Linked DNA regions of Zea mays: region 1 is linked to region 2. A link is a contact called in public Hi-C data. All regions are on one chromosome and are shown on one strand. Each heading gives the region's core, a stretch centred on a gene start, on an enhancer-like site or on the middle of the called end of the contact. The rest is flanking DNA. Distances are from core to core; before and after follow the strand shown.

What was found. Hi-C and Micro-C count contacts between places; a contact is called where the count stands out from the background.
Region 1: a contact with region 2 is called in a Hi-C map of ear, with 2.7 times the contacts expected there. The contact joins the promoter of LOC100280351 here to the promoter of LOC100275784 in region 2. A contact is called at or near these places in 7 of 25 Hi-C or Micro-C datasets (ear, endosperm, leaf and 2 more) and 1 of 3 datasets of contacts at active chromatin or transcription factors (leaf).

The regions. Positions count from the first base shown.
Region 1 is chr5:92,426,603-92,432,723 of Zm-B73-REFERENCE-NAM-5.0, reverse strand. It overlaps LOC100280351, which reads right to left and starts at 1,770. Exons shown (of 9, transcript NM_001153277.1): 1 at 1,533-1,770; 2 at 1,124-1,347; 3 at 1-135.
Region 2 is chr5:92,220,513-92,227,162 of Zm-B73-REFERENCE-NAM-5.0, reverse strand. It overlaps LOC100275784, which reads right to left and starts at 2,813. Exons shown (of 2, transcript NM_001374083.1): 1 at 2,082-2,813; 2 at 1,420-1,889. The coding sequence starts at 2,735. The coding sequence ends at 2,097.

The DNA.
Region 1 (6,121 bases), core at 521-3,020, 210 kb before region 2:
GAGAAGCCCACATGCAGCAGCAGGGCGACGGCCCACCCGCGCGGGTCCCACAGGCAGAGCTGCCGCAGGCCCGGGAGCAGTGGGCTGTTGACCACCGTGGCCCCAATCAGCGTTTGCAGCACGAGAAAGTTGTCCCTGCGTGGTGGAGGGGGCAGGACAGGAGGGCCACAGTCACTGACATGTCACAAGCCTCCGGAACTCCGGAGTAGTAATAATTACCGAGTTACTACTGTGCCACTCTGCATGAGGAATTACAGCGGCCAATGATATGCAGGCTACTGTGCTTTTGTTATTGACGCGCGGACAGCTTGGTTACAGAGCAAGTACTCCTACAGTAATTAATCCTTTCTTTTACATAAATGTGGTGAGATGAAAACGGACAAAGAATGTACACTTATATATATAGAAAAAAGGAAAAGTATGTTTCGGGGCCTTCAATTCAAACTCCTAGCATCGACGGCTCCGAAAAATCAAATGGAATACTAGGAATATAGTGGCAGGAGTAGATGCTAGAGTCGTGGAAGCAACTAGCTCAACTGGTACAGCCTATGGCCCTTTTTCGTTTTAGGTTTTTTCCAGCTTTGCTATTAGAAGTTGGTGAAGGCATCTTAGCGTCCAACTTTTTAGCCTATTTTTATAATAACCACTTTAATCAAAAAATCATACAAAATCAATATAAATATAGAATGTGTAGATTCATTGTAATAATATAAAACTATCACTTTCTACTTTTAAAACTCTATATAATTTTATCTTCCTCTACACGTAATCCTCACCGCACTCGGTTTCTCTCTAAGTCCGATTTTTTTTCTATATCTGCACGACACTCATATTCTCTTTGCAGTCTGATCTTTTCTACAGCCAGATCCTACAAAAACTCCCCATAAAAAATTGAACCGGCCCTGTAGCTTACTCGTAGTCGTAGAAGCCTAGGCTACTCTTGCAAGGTAGTAGTACATCATCAGCACTCGTTTCCATCCACACGCATTTTGAATGACTCCCAGACTCCGAAGCTGTTTCTGTTCGGTGCCGCAAAGACGGAAGATGCCCATGCAGATGCAACTAGCCAGAGACCGAAGAAGGTAACTAAACGGGTGCAGTCTACACGCTACGACTAACTCACCAGTCCCACTCGGCGTCGATCTGGCGGAAGTCGACGCCGTCGGCGACGACGCGGCGGCGGCGGGTGAAGAAGAGCATGTTGCCGTAGCTGAACCAGAATTGGTAGGTGAGGCCGCGCGCCGCGAACAGCAGCAACAGGTGCAGCCACCAGGAGCCGAGCGGCAGGCCCGCCTGCTCCCGCCATTCTTGCAGCACCTTCCACACCAGAGGCCCCAGCAGCACGTACTGCATGCATGTGTCCAGACATGTCAAAGAAGTATCATGTAATTGTATTAAAGAAACAGGACCGATCGACTGCAAATATAGATTCACGTATGCGCGTACGTGTGTATATGGTGGACACGCACGCATGAAGGGATGCATATGCACAGAAAGGGAAGGAGGAAGAAGGAAGGGTCAGTCGTCGTTGCCTTGTACTGGCCGAGGCTTGCCCATGGCCAGGAGGAGAGGGGCGGAGGAGCCATGGATTCGCTCCGACTCTGGTTCTGGGGGCGGCCGGCCTTGAGGGATGAAAGAGGCCGCAGCACGGTGCACTGTCTGAAGTACTGGAGGAGGAGGCCAGCGGGGAGAGAGAAGCAGACACGTACTCCTATCCTGTGTGTGTGTGTAATGCAGTAGTCGTGTTTGGGCTGCTCTCTTCGCCTCTCGTCTCGTCCGCGCGCTCCCGGCCTGACGCCACGCTCGCCTCTACTTATGAGCAGAGGAAGGTGGCGGTGGCCAAAACAAAGACAGCCAGCGGGGCCGGCTCGCAGTCGCAGAGCAAAAAAAATCTCTTTAAAGGCGGCCGGCGACGGACATCCTGCACCGCGGAATTTCTCTGCCATTAATCGATCGGCAGCAGCCGTCGTCCTAACGATGGTTAGATAGAGAGAAGCACACGACAGTGGCAGGAGGATGCTTGTTCATCATCATGGTCGTTAGCCGTTGAGGTAATGAGGGCCGGCCGGGTCGCAGTCGCAGCGCAAGTCAAACGCTCGTTGCTGCTGGGTGTAGCCGGTATACTACACGCGTAGAGAAAGAGAAACCGACGTGTGCAGCGCAGCCATGATGGCGCGGTTAGTTGGCGAATGGCAACTGGCAAGCTATATTATGGGCCGGCGGGCGGTGCCGCGTCCGTCCGTCCTTCCTTGTCCGGCAACGTACGCACGCACGCACGCGGTGGTTGCAGCTCGATCGACGACGACGTGGTCGGCGGGGCGGTCGGTCGTCGGGAAAGCAGAGCGCCATGGAGTGGAGGGACGGACGACTGCCGGAGCATGCATGGCTCGCCATGCCGTTTGTGACCAAGACCGGTGGAAGTGGAACTGTGGAGGCCACCGGTGTCAGGGGTCAGGATCAGCTAGCAGCGCCGTCTGTCCGACTGGTTGGGCGCGTTGCTGGCCGATTGGTTGTTTGCCGCAGCCGGGCGGGCAGTTGGCTGCTGGATCGCGCGCGTGCCTGCCGACGGTGGTACTGACTGGTAGGCTCCCTAGCCGCGCGCGCGCGCGCATATGGCGTGCACTTGCGATGTCTGGCCTTGAATGAAAGGGAAAAGGACCGGTGGCGTGGATCGGGCGAGGGAGGAGCCGCCATCGCCCCCGCGTGTCGATCGTACGCACGTATATCGTTCGTCGATCGTCGCCTGCGGGCCGTGTACACTACACAGTGCTAGCTCGGGCGGACCGCGCGTACGTAGCGTAGCGTACGGACCTGTATGTATTATTGCTGCACGCTATTACAGTATGCCAGAGTCACTCAGACCACGCATGCATATGCGGCCGGCCACGCACGGCCTCGCATGTGAGCCGACCATGTCTTGTCGTGCTCACACCGGCCCCCGCAGCCTGCAGCTGCAGAGCAGCACGGCCGGATCGGAGCCTACGCCCGGGAAACCGAGACGGGGGCAGTGCAGTGGTGGCGTGGGCACCGCGCGCGGCGCGGTACGAGTACGAGCCGTAGCGACAACGACGCCTGTACCGTCCCCGCCGTATGCATGCGCATGCCCCTTTCCCGATCCCGCCCCCCCGCGTGAATGTACTAGCTCGCTAGTAGTAGCAGAGCGCTAGCGCAGCACATGTGTCCAACGGCCATCTGCCAAACCCGCGTCGTGGAATGGAACTGTGGAACAGCAAAGCGAGCGAGACCGGCAGGCAGGTCGTTCAACAAAGGCTGCCGCACCCGCGGCCCGCCCCCGCTCTGCCGTGCCGTGATCGGGATCGGAATGGGCCGCGCGCGCTCTCCCCAGTGTGCTATTATTAATGCGGGGGCCGGCGGCCGCGCGCGGGCTCCCTAGAGGCTAGGGTTAAAAACACGGAAAAAATTCCGTTTCGACCTGTACCGTTTTCTATATTTGACCCGACATTTCCGTATTTACGGAAAAATATGGAAACGGGACGGAAACGGGTGAAGGCTTATTCCGTCCGTTTTTGCGGGATCCCGTTTTTTCCGGATTGAACCCGTATTTATTCCATATTTGACAAATATGGGACGAGCCTAATATGCATTAGTATATAAACTAAATCCTCATGTATTTAGGTGACAAATTATAGCACAATTGACCATTTTAACCACCGACTCTTTTCAAATAACAAGTGATCTAAAGTCTTAAATAACATCGGATGTAGCTAAATATACACATTTAGCAATCAAACAACAATAGAATGTTGTCTCTCTATATCTATTTGTTTTATATTATTGTTCTGCCAATCAATCATTAGTCAAACATCAATAACATTTCTATTTGTATTAAATTATGAGTTCCGTTAGTATTTTCGTTTCCGTTCGTTTTCGCAATTCCGTTTATCCCGCTCCTGTTTCCGTTCCCGACTATTTCGGACTTGATCCCATTTCCGATGATAAAATGCGGATACAGAAACGAGAGAGGGGTTTTTCCGTCCGTTTCCGTCCGTTTTCATCCTTACCGGCGGCCACCAGATCACGTACGGTTCCACCGGCCGGGGCCCGGGGCGCGCGCGAGCACTCCTCATCCTGCGACCGCGACCACCGCCGTGCGCGTCCCTATACGGCCCCGGCCGGCCGGCCGGTCGTCGGGCCTTTTCCTCAATTATTCTCATGCATGATGCGTGCAGTGCAGCTCTCCCGCTGCTGGACCTAGCTAGCCTTCCCGTCGGATCTGATGCGTAATAGGAGTCTACAGTACATGTACACCTTTGTACTGTATAATTGTACTATGCCGTGTAAATACATTGATAGGCCTTGCTTCTGGCTTAAGATAAGAAGACGAAAAGCGAGTTTTTAATTTGCAAAGCATTCACCCTGCCCTGCCAAAAATGACTTTTGTCCCGGTCGGCTTGCCTGAGCTATGTAAGTAACTCCACTCGGCCTCCATCCAATCACTCACTGCTCGACTCGTTGGCCCCTACAGCGCACTGCAGTAACGAGACAGGGAAAAAAAATCTAACATACCAGATGCATTGCAAACCAACTCCTTTGTAGCCCCTCACCTCTTTATCAATAGAAGAAGAAAAAAATTACCTAGCAGTTAAGTTGAATATTTTGATATGTTCGTGTGGATCTATAATTAGTGGATGTGAAGGGCTACAAAGTAGTGGATTTATATCCGATATGCAGAAATGTTTTTTTTCCGGGAGACGAGTAGGACGTGTTTAGAAATAAAGTGTTTCAAAATCATAGTTTTCGAATACTATGGTTTTAAAATGTCATTGCATAACCGTGTTTTTTACATCAATCCAAATAATACTTGTTTGGATATAAAATATCTCAAACCATGGTATTCAGTATACATGTGCTAGAAGCTAGTTATAGACCACACAATTTAGCTTGGAGTGGAGTTTAAAATACTCCAAAAATACTATTGTAACTACCAATTTGTGCTATTCAAAACAAAGTTTTTTTTTACAATATATCCAAACATCTCTTGGGAAAAAAGTACCACAACATTCTTTGATATTATGGTTTTATCTCAAAACTCCTAAAATACTTTGCTCCCAAACACTCCCAAAATGGTAATTGTGGTTCATAGTTTGCAGTAAGATTTTCAAATAATATTTTTTTGTTAATAATTATGAATCTAAAAACTATTTTACAACTATTATAAGTATGGCATTATTTTGGTGTTTAGATGGTTGATGGCCTATCACATTTGGATAACAGGCTATCAGCTTGTGGAGGTCGAAAGGCCTTAGAGCATCTCCAATAAGAAGTTATGTATTTGAGTCCTTCAAATTAAAATAGGCCTAGATTTAAAATGTTTAGGGCCAAAAAACATTTCCAGCTCCAAAAATCGAGTCTTATATCATGTTATTAGAAAATAGATTATTTTATTTAGGAAATAAAATGTTAGCAATAGTATACAAAACGAGGATAGAGATTGTCACACCCGGATTTAGGGGGCCAAACCCGGGTGCAACTCACATGTGTGCTAGGATCAAGTCTCACACATATGATGACTCATGGTACAGAAACGAATGTCACATCTTTACTATATAATGAAGTTCTGTACAAAATAGCTAAATAAATATCATACGAAGACAACGATCCAAGAACCATATTTGACTGGGAGACGATGGCCTAGACCTCTCACGAATCTCATCGCGACATCCTTCATGCTCTTCATCTTGTGGTACCTGTCCTTGACCTAGGGATGTGAGTACAACAAGGGTGAGCTCACATACGTTCATCGCTCAACAAGTTGTGGGGAATAATGTGCATGAGCTCACATACAGTGGGGCTCATTTGAAGTGTAAGGCTTACCAAAGAAGATGATTACAGTTGAGCATTGCTTTTAAAGCTGGTCAAAGTTTTATTAGCAGTTACTAGTTATAAGTAGATACCAACCCAAATAAATAAGAGATCACAATTAATAATAACACTCACAATGCAATGCAAATGATCAATTAAGTTTAATTCCATAAGTTAATCATGTGTGTTCGAGCTGCTCATCACCGTGAGCATGACTGATATACCAGTTTTACATACTTCAGAGGTTGCACATCTTTACCCATAAGTCGTGTTACCCATTTTTCAAGGGATCATGACT
Region 2 (6,650 bases), core at 1,564-4,063:
CTTCACAAGACACTAAACTTCTCTAGCTTAATTTCATTAAATGTGGCACTTGGGAGGAATTGAATGAGATGGAGATGTTGCAATCAATGTATGGATGTTTGGTGTAGCTATTATGTGTCTTGAATGCTAGTTGGGGGTATTTATAGCCCCAACCACCCCACATAGCCGTTGGAGTCAAGTGGGGAAATCTGCTCTATATAGTAGTGTAGTGCACCGTGAACAATAGTGGTCTGGTGTGCACCGAACTCCTGTCAGTCTACTACAACATGGAGCCATTTTGATAGTGGATCGGGTCCATGCATATGTACATAGGGATCTCAGTGGACATAGCTAAAGAAGATCGAAGAGGTGGGATCTTGGTGTGGCCACACCCTTATTCAACCTCTCAACGCACGCACACAGGGGGATTCCTGGCTTGACTACGGGGGGAGGGGGGCTAGGCCTGGGCGTGTCGGAGGGAAGGGAGGACTTGGCCATGCCGGGCTTGGGCAAGGCTAAAGATGCAAAGTTTTAGGACCCAAGTGACTCCAACGTGGCACACCACATCGACATTCGGTTTGAGCAAACCTTGATTTGAACGATTTTGTATGGACCGACTAAATTAGAGGACCCGTTTTGCTGGTTTTCTAAGTTCGGGGACCCAAGTAGCGCATCATGCCAAATTCGTGGATCGTTGATACAGTTTTACTCTTTATTATTTAATTTTAGGTGAAAACACGGGTATAAGTTTGAATAAAGTATTTTATAAAGGTTAAAAGACAAGACAAGGGAAGTAGTAGACTAGTTGTTTACCCTTTTCCATCAAATTTGAAGTACATTTGCAAGTATAGATGTATAAATGGGTACGGCCTGCCGAACGTCTCATGGCACGACATGGTTTTAGCCCATCACAAGCATGGCCCATTCCGTTAGCTGCTTGGCTCGTGTCGGCCCAATCCATCAATGTGTCGTGCTTGGACCTTAAGTGCGGTACATCGAGCTTGACCTGGTTTTATTTTTTTTCATTTTAGTTAAACATATCTACATTATGTTTGAGTATAGACTATAAAACAAAAAATATGTGTGTTTTGTTAGCTAAGTGGGTGTAAATGTGGCTTTGAAGCCAGCAACCATGGTGTAAACCCCCTACTTATAAATACTTTTTGCTTATTTATGTTATTTAAACGTCATAGACTACCATAGAGATTTGTCGGGCTATATTCCGACCTGACACGATTAGTGGATTGATAGGCTATGCCTGAGCCTCGCTCATGGGCTGTGGGCTAGCACGGCATGACCCGTTGGCCAATCTAGGTCAGTCTGACATGGGCCTGTCACGATCACAAACCTGGTAGACCATTATTGGGTCTCACCCATGAGTTGTGGACCGACACAACATGTCCCAATGGTCAATCTAGACCTTTCCAACATGGCCCAATTCTTGTAGGGCCTAGCCATGTCTGGTCTAGCACAGCCCATCCATTTAGACATGTATTCTTGCAATGATTCAAGACTAGCTAGAACCCCCTATGCAGTATATGCATATGTATCTCCTCTGCCTGAGTTGACAACAAGTTAAATGCTAGCAATATCTAGAGAAATACTGCAGCAAAAGCTTTACCTGTCCATCAGCATACACAAGAATATGCGTATGTCTCTTTGGTTTCTGCCTTATTACAAGTTACAATCACAATCACAATCCTCTAACCCTATCTGCAGACTACAACATATTTTGTCTACTCTTCATCATTTCCACATGCTGGTCTGGTCACATGAGTTGCATCAGCTTCCATCATATGCCGAGGGAAAACTGCTAGCGAGTACAATCTATATATCAGCCATTGTTCTTTTCCTGCAAATTGAACTGCCCTTCCAATTCCTCTATCCGGGCACGTACTAACATCTGCATGCTGAGGGGCAAAACAAAACAGATAGAACCCATAAAAAAAGTTTCATGTTAGGTACATTTATATATATAGATGGATGTTGAAACTTGAAAGTATGATTCGTTAACAATACAATTAAAGGCTATTATACATCACCCGAGTATCAGGTTCATTGCAGCAACAACAAACAACAAAGCAAAAACCCAGAAAACTAACCTGGTAACACAAGATCTAGCTCAACCTCGCTCGTTGCACCGCGTTCGAGATGCGCCTGAGAGCGTCAACTTGCGCGTGTAGGTGAGTAACGTAGTCCACAGCCTCATGAAGCAGCGAGATCTCATCATGGAGCAGCTCGCCTCCGGGAATCATCTTCCTGAGCACCATGGTCCTCTTCCTCACCAGCCTCCGCGCGATCTCCCTGCAGCTACCGAGCGTCGTTCCCGCCGCTGCCGTCGTCCTTGCAAGCGACGAGGACGTGGTACCAGCAATGCTGCCATCCCTCCGTCTCCGCGTCCTCGTGTGGTGGAGACACGACCGCCTCACGACCTTCTTCTTGCACACGCCGCGCGTGTTCTTCTTCTTCTTCCCCGGCGACGACGGCGACGGCGTTCTAGCAGACGGCGACGACGACGACGACGAACTTGGAGCCAAGACGGCCTGTGGCCACCGCGCCCCACCGCCGCGGGCAGAAGCCGCCATGGCGATGTCGACCGACGCCTTGATGGCGCGCTTCCTCTGCTGGAGACTCATCGTGGCGGTGGCGCCGCCCGCGGAGCCAGAGGATGAGATATTGCAGCAGGCTTGGAGACTCGAGATCATGTTCTTGAGGACGAAGCCTTGCTGGAAGGCCTTGGTGTTGGGGCCTCGCATTGCGTCGTTGGTTACTGTGATCGAGCTGGAAAAGCAAGTAAGATCGAGCGAGGCCGTGTAGGAGGAAGGCGATGGACCGGAGAATACGTGTGTGGTGTGCTTGAGATTTATAGCAGACTATATACACATAACACACACACACAACTGATCTCCATGCATGAGGAATGGGAGTCGCATGCTGCATGTACGTGGTGCTGAGCTAGCATGCATATGCATTCCCATCGTTACATTTGGTGGTCCTGGATCGATATATAGCTAAGCTAGCATGCATGCATCTCTTGTCGCTTTTTTCGTGTCATGGCACATGGTCTATTGTTGTACATTTGCATGCGCTGAAAAAGGTCTTGTTTTCAAGGTTGAAGTTAACAGTGTGTGGTACGTAGCTAGCTAGCTGTGTATAGAACACAGTGTGTAACAATTGCCAGCTCAGAATTAACAAGCATGTGGCCGAGGGCTCTCTCCAAAGCACGCGAGGTATATAGTACTACGTACTTGTTGCGTTGTGTTATTCCATGGAATTAATTTTCTAACGCATGCTCCGTATATATATGTGTGTGCATATGTACCTCACATGTCACATGATCATCTCAAAGTACAATCACAAGTACAGACGTAGTACAATAGTAATGCAAGGCAAATAATCCTTAAGCACTGTAGCTGTGAATAATACCATACACACTAGCTAGGTTGCAATTGAGTAGATTTGCAAACCAGACGCTGCAGCTAGAGATACTAAACAAGTCGCGATAGGATCTTTATTGCAGCGAATTTGCATTTTTTTTAAATTTTCAACAAAATGTGTGGGCTTCATGCATGGATCTCGTTCTGTTCTCGTCATATTTTTTTTCTCAATAACATGCATTCTTGAACCAGAGTTAAGATTTGAGAAATGGCGTATTTTGAAGTTGAATCGCACAAAAACAATTCTGCGTGTCAAATGTGTCATATGGGCCATGGGGTATGCAACTGTGCTTAACAGCAGGAATGCTATATATGTGTGTAAAGACGTAGAGTCCGTATACAGTACACACGTACTACAAAGTTTAGGGCTAGTTTAGTAACTTTATTTTTTTCAAAGGATTCTTATTTTTTCAAGAAAAAATAAACTAATTTTACGTGGGAAAATAAAAAATCCTTTGAAAAAAATGGGATTTCCATCCTCCATGCATATTTTTTGTGAGGGGATCGATTCAGCATGCATGCATCGGAAAAGAGATCGACGGAGAGGCCTGGGAGCGCGAGGTCCGCCCCGGCCGGGCTCCCCATGAGCATGACTGAGAAGAAGAGGAGGCAAGGCGCACATGGCGGCACATGCTGCAGCGTCGTCGCTACGACCTTGCGATCGAGTTAGCGAGAACGACGACGTAGATTCGTTGGCATGCATGTTATGTGCTATGCTGCCGTCCCTAGCTGCTCCCATTTCCATGCATCACCCATATTGCTACGAATATGGGCAGGACTTTCTAGACCAGCACGATCACACCCCAAAACACATAAACATAAAGCACGGTCTAGTATGAAATAATATATGTCGGACTAACACGACCCGAAGATAGACCTAGGCTAAGCCTCAAATTCCGTTCCGTCGAGCCCTCGGCACGGGCCGCACATATAGGCCGGTCTTGGGCGGACACGACCCAATAAAACTCATGTTGTTTAATTTCTTTAATTAAGTAAGCTATAACTTTATATTGTTATGATATTTAGACTTTATGTAGTCAAATGATGCTATGCTTGTTTAATATCTTTAATCTAGTAATTTATAGATTTTATGTGGTTGTAATATTTTAATTTTATTATATGGTCAAATATATGGGTTAGACTTAGTTGGCAGGGTCCAACGAAAGCACGACGTAGTTTAGGAGTAGGACCGGACTGGACCACTGTTTTTATACTCCAGACTAGCACGAGTGCACAACATGATCCAAAAGTTTTTTTTGACTTTCTTGGTCCAAATCCATTTGGCACGAAGCAAGATGGGCTCGCCGGACCAGCCCAATTCTCAGCACTAATCACGCATGCATATATTTCCAGCTAGCGATCTCTGTGTGTTATTTGCCAGCAACAGCAACAGCAACGTCTAGCTTGCCGAGTTGCATGCATGCATGGATGACAAGGCTGGAAATTAACATGCTTCGTGAATCGTACGTTAATTTGATCTGGTAGCCGTCGGCGGCATGTATGAATGGTAATAATGGTGGTGGTGGCTCCGCAAGTAGTGGATGGAGATAATATATAATGGAGGTCTTTTGAGCAGGCAGCAGGCAGCCAAGAGCTAGCTAGCGTGCATGCAGTAGTGGACGGAGAAAGCAGCAGCTAGCGAGGGATCGGAGGGACGTGGTGGTTTACCCCACATGACGTACGGCCACATGGGTTTCTCTCCAAACTCGGATCACGCACATGGCGCCTCCCAGCACACGTATAGTTGTCCAAAAGGCTCCTGGTCCATCGGATGCCCCGTGTCATGGTACATAATTGGCCCGGTACGGCTTGTAACCGGTCCACGTTGGTATGGCACGAAGCGTGTGTCGTACTTTGGCGTAGAGAACGGTCTATTGTGTCATGTAGGATCAATATACGACCTATCGAAAGGGGTATATGATGTCTGACTACGACCAAGATCTCAGTAATTGTATTCAAAATCTCTTCCTCTTTGGTGAATCTCTACACAGTTGATGTGCTCCCAGCCCTCCACCCTCTGGTTTTCCTTTCCTAGATTTAGACCATCCAGCTAGCCCTTTTGTCCCCATGCATGTTGATTATGGCCTTGTATAATGTTCCTGTTATTGATTTGCTCCTACTAGTAGGTCACAGTCGAAGGTCGCCGTTGGACATGGCATATAGTTGATTCTGCCTTAACTTCTCCAACATACTCTTAGATGTTGGTCGTGCAATTTTTTAGTAGCGGAATAGACTAGTATGCCATCAATGAATAATATCACAAACTTTTCCAAATTATCCGTGAACACCTTGTTCGTCATGTTTATAAAGTAGGCCAGACATTGATGAGTCCGAACGACGAACTCATACTTCCCATATATGGTTACAAATGTGATGTTCGGGATGTGCTTAGGTCAGATCTTCATCTAATGGTATACAAATCTGAAGTCAATCATGGATAAGAACTTGTCATTCCTCAACTGGTCGAGTAGGTCATCTATCCTTGGTAGAGGATACTTGTTCTTTATGGTTATGTCATTCGTATTTCTATAATCCACACATATCCTCATGTAGCCATCCTTTTTACAAATAGAATAGGAGAGCCCTGGGGTGAAGAACTTGGCATGATGTACCCTTTGTGAGACACCTCCTTAAGTTATTTCTTTAGTCTTCTACTTTGTTAACCGACATGCAATATGGCCTCTTTACAATGGGTCCCATGTTACACAAACTTGATGCCTCGATCAAGTGTCATCCTTGGTAGATTTTTTAGAAATACATCAAGGTATTCACATATTATAGGCACATCCTTGATTGACTTAGCCTCCAAGGCTCATAACATATAAACTGACTTCTCATGATTTGGCACGCAGTATAACACTCGGTCGCTCGAGTGGGTTATCTCCACATATCTGGATGAGCAAGATATCACTCCTTGATGTTAGGTGAACTAGTCCATCCCTGGAATCACATTCAAGCCATCAAAGGGGAGCAAGATTAGATTGGCTAGAAAAGGGTGTTCCTCGGTAATGATGCTCACGCCTTGAGACCTCCTTAAGACTTCTCAATAGACTCATTACAAAGAGTCATAGGTATGCTATGCTCTCATGCAAACTTGGTGGATACATAAGAGCATGTAGCACCTACATCAAATAGAGTCGAGCTTTGGCTCCAAGAACTATAAACATATTATACACCATGTAAGGGGCATCCTAAGAATCCAACATGATCATGTGGTTGAGATAGACACGGGTG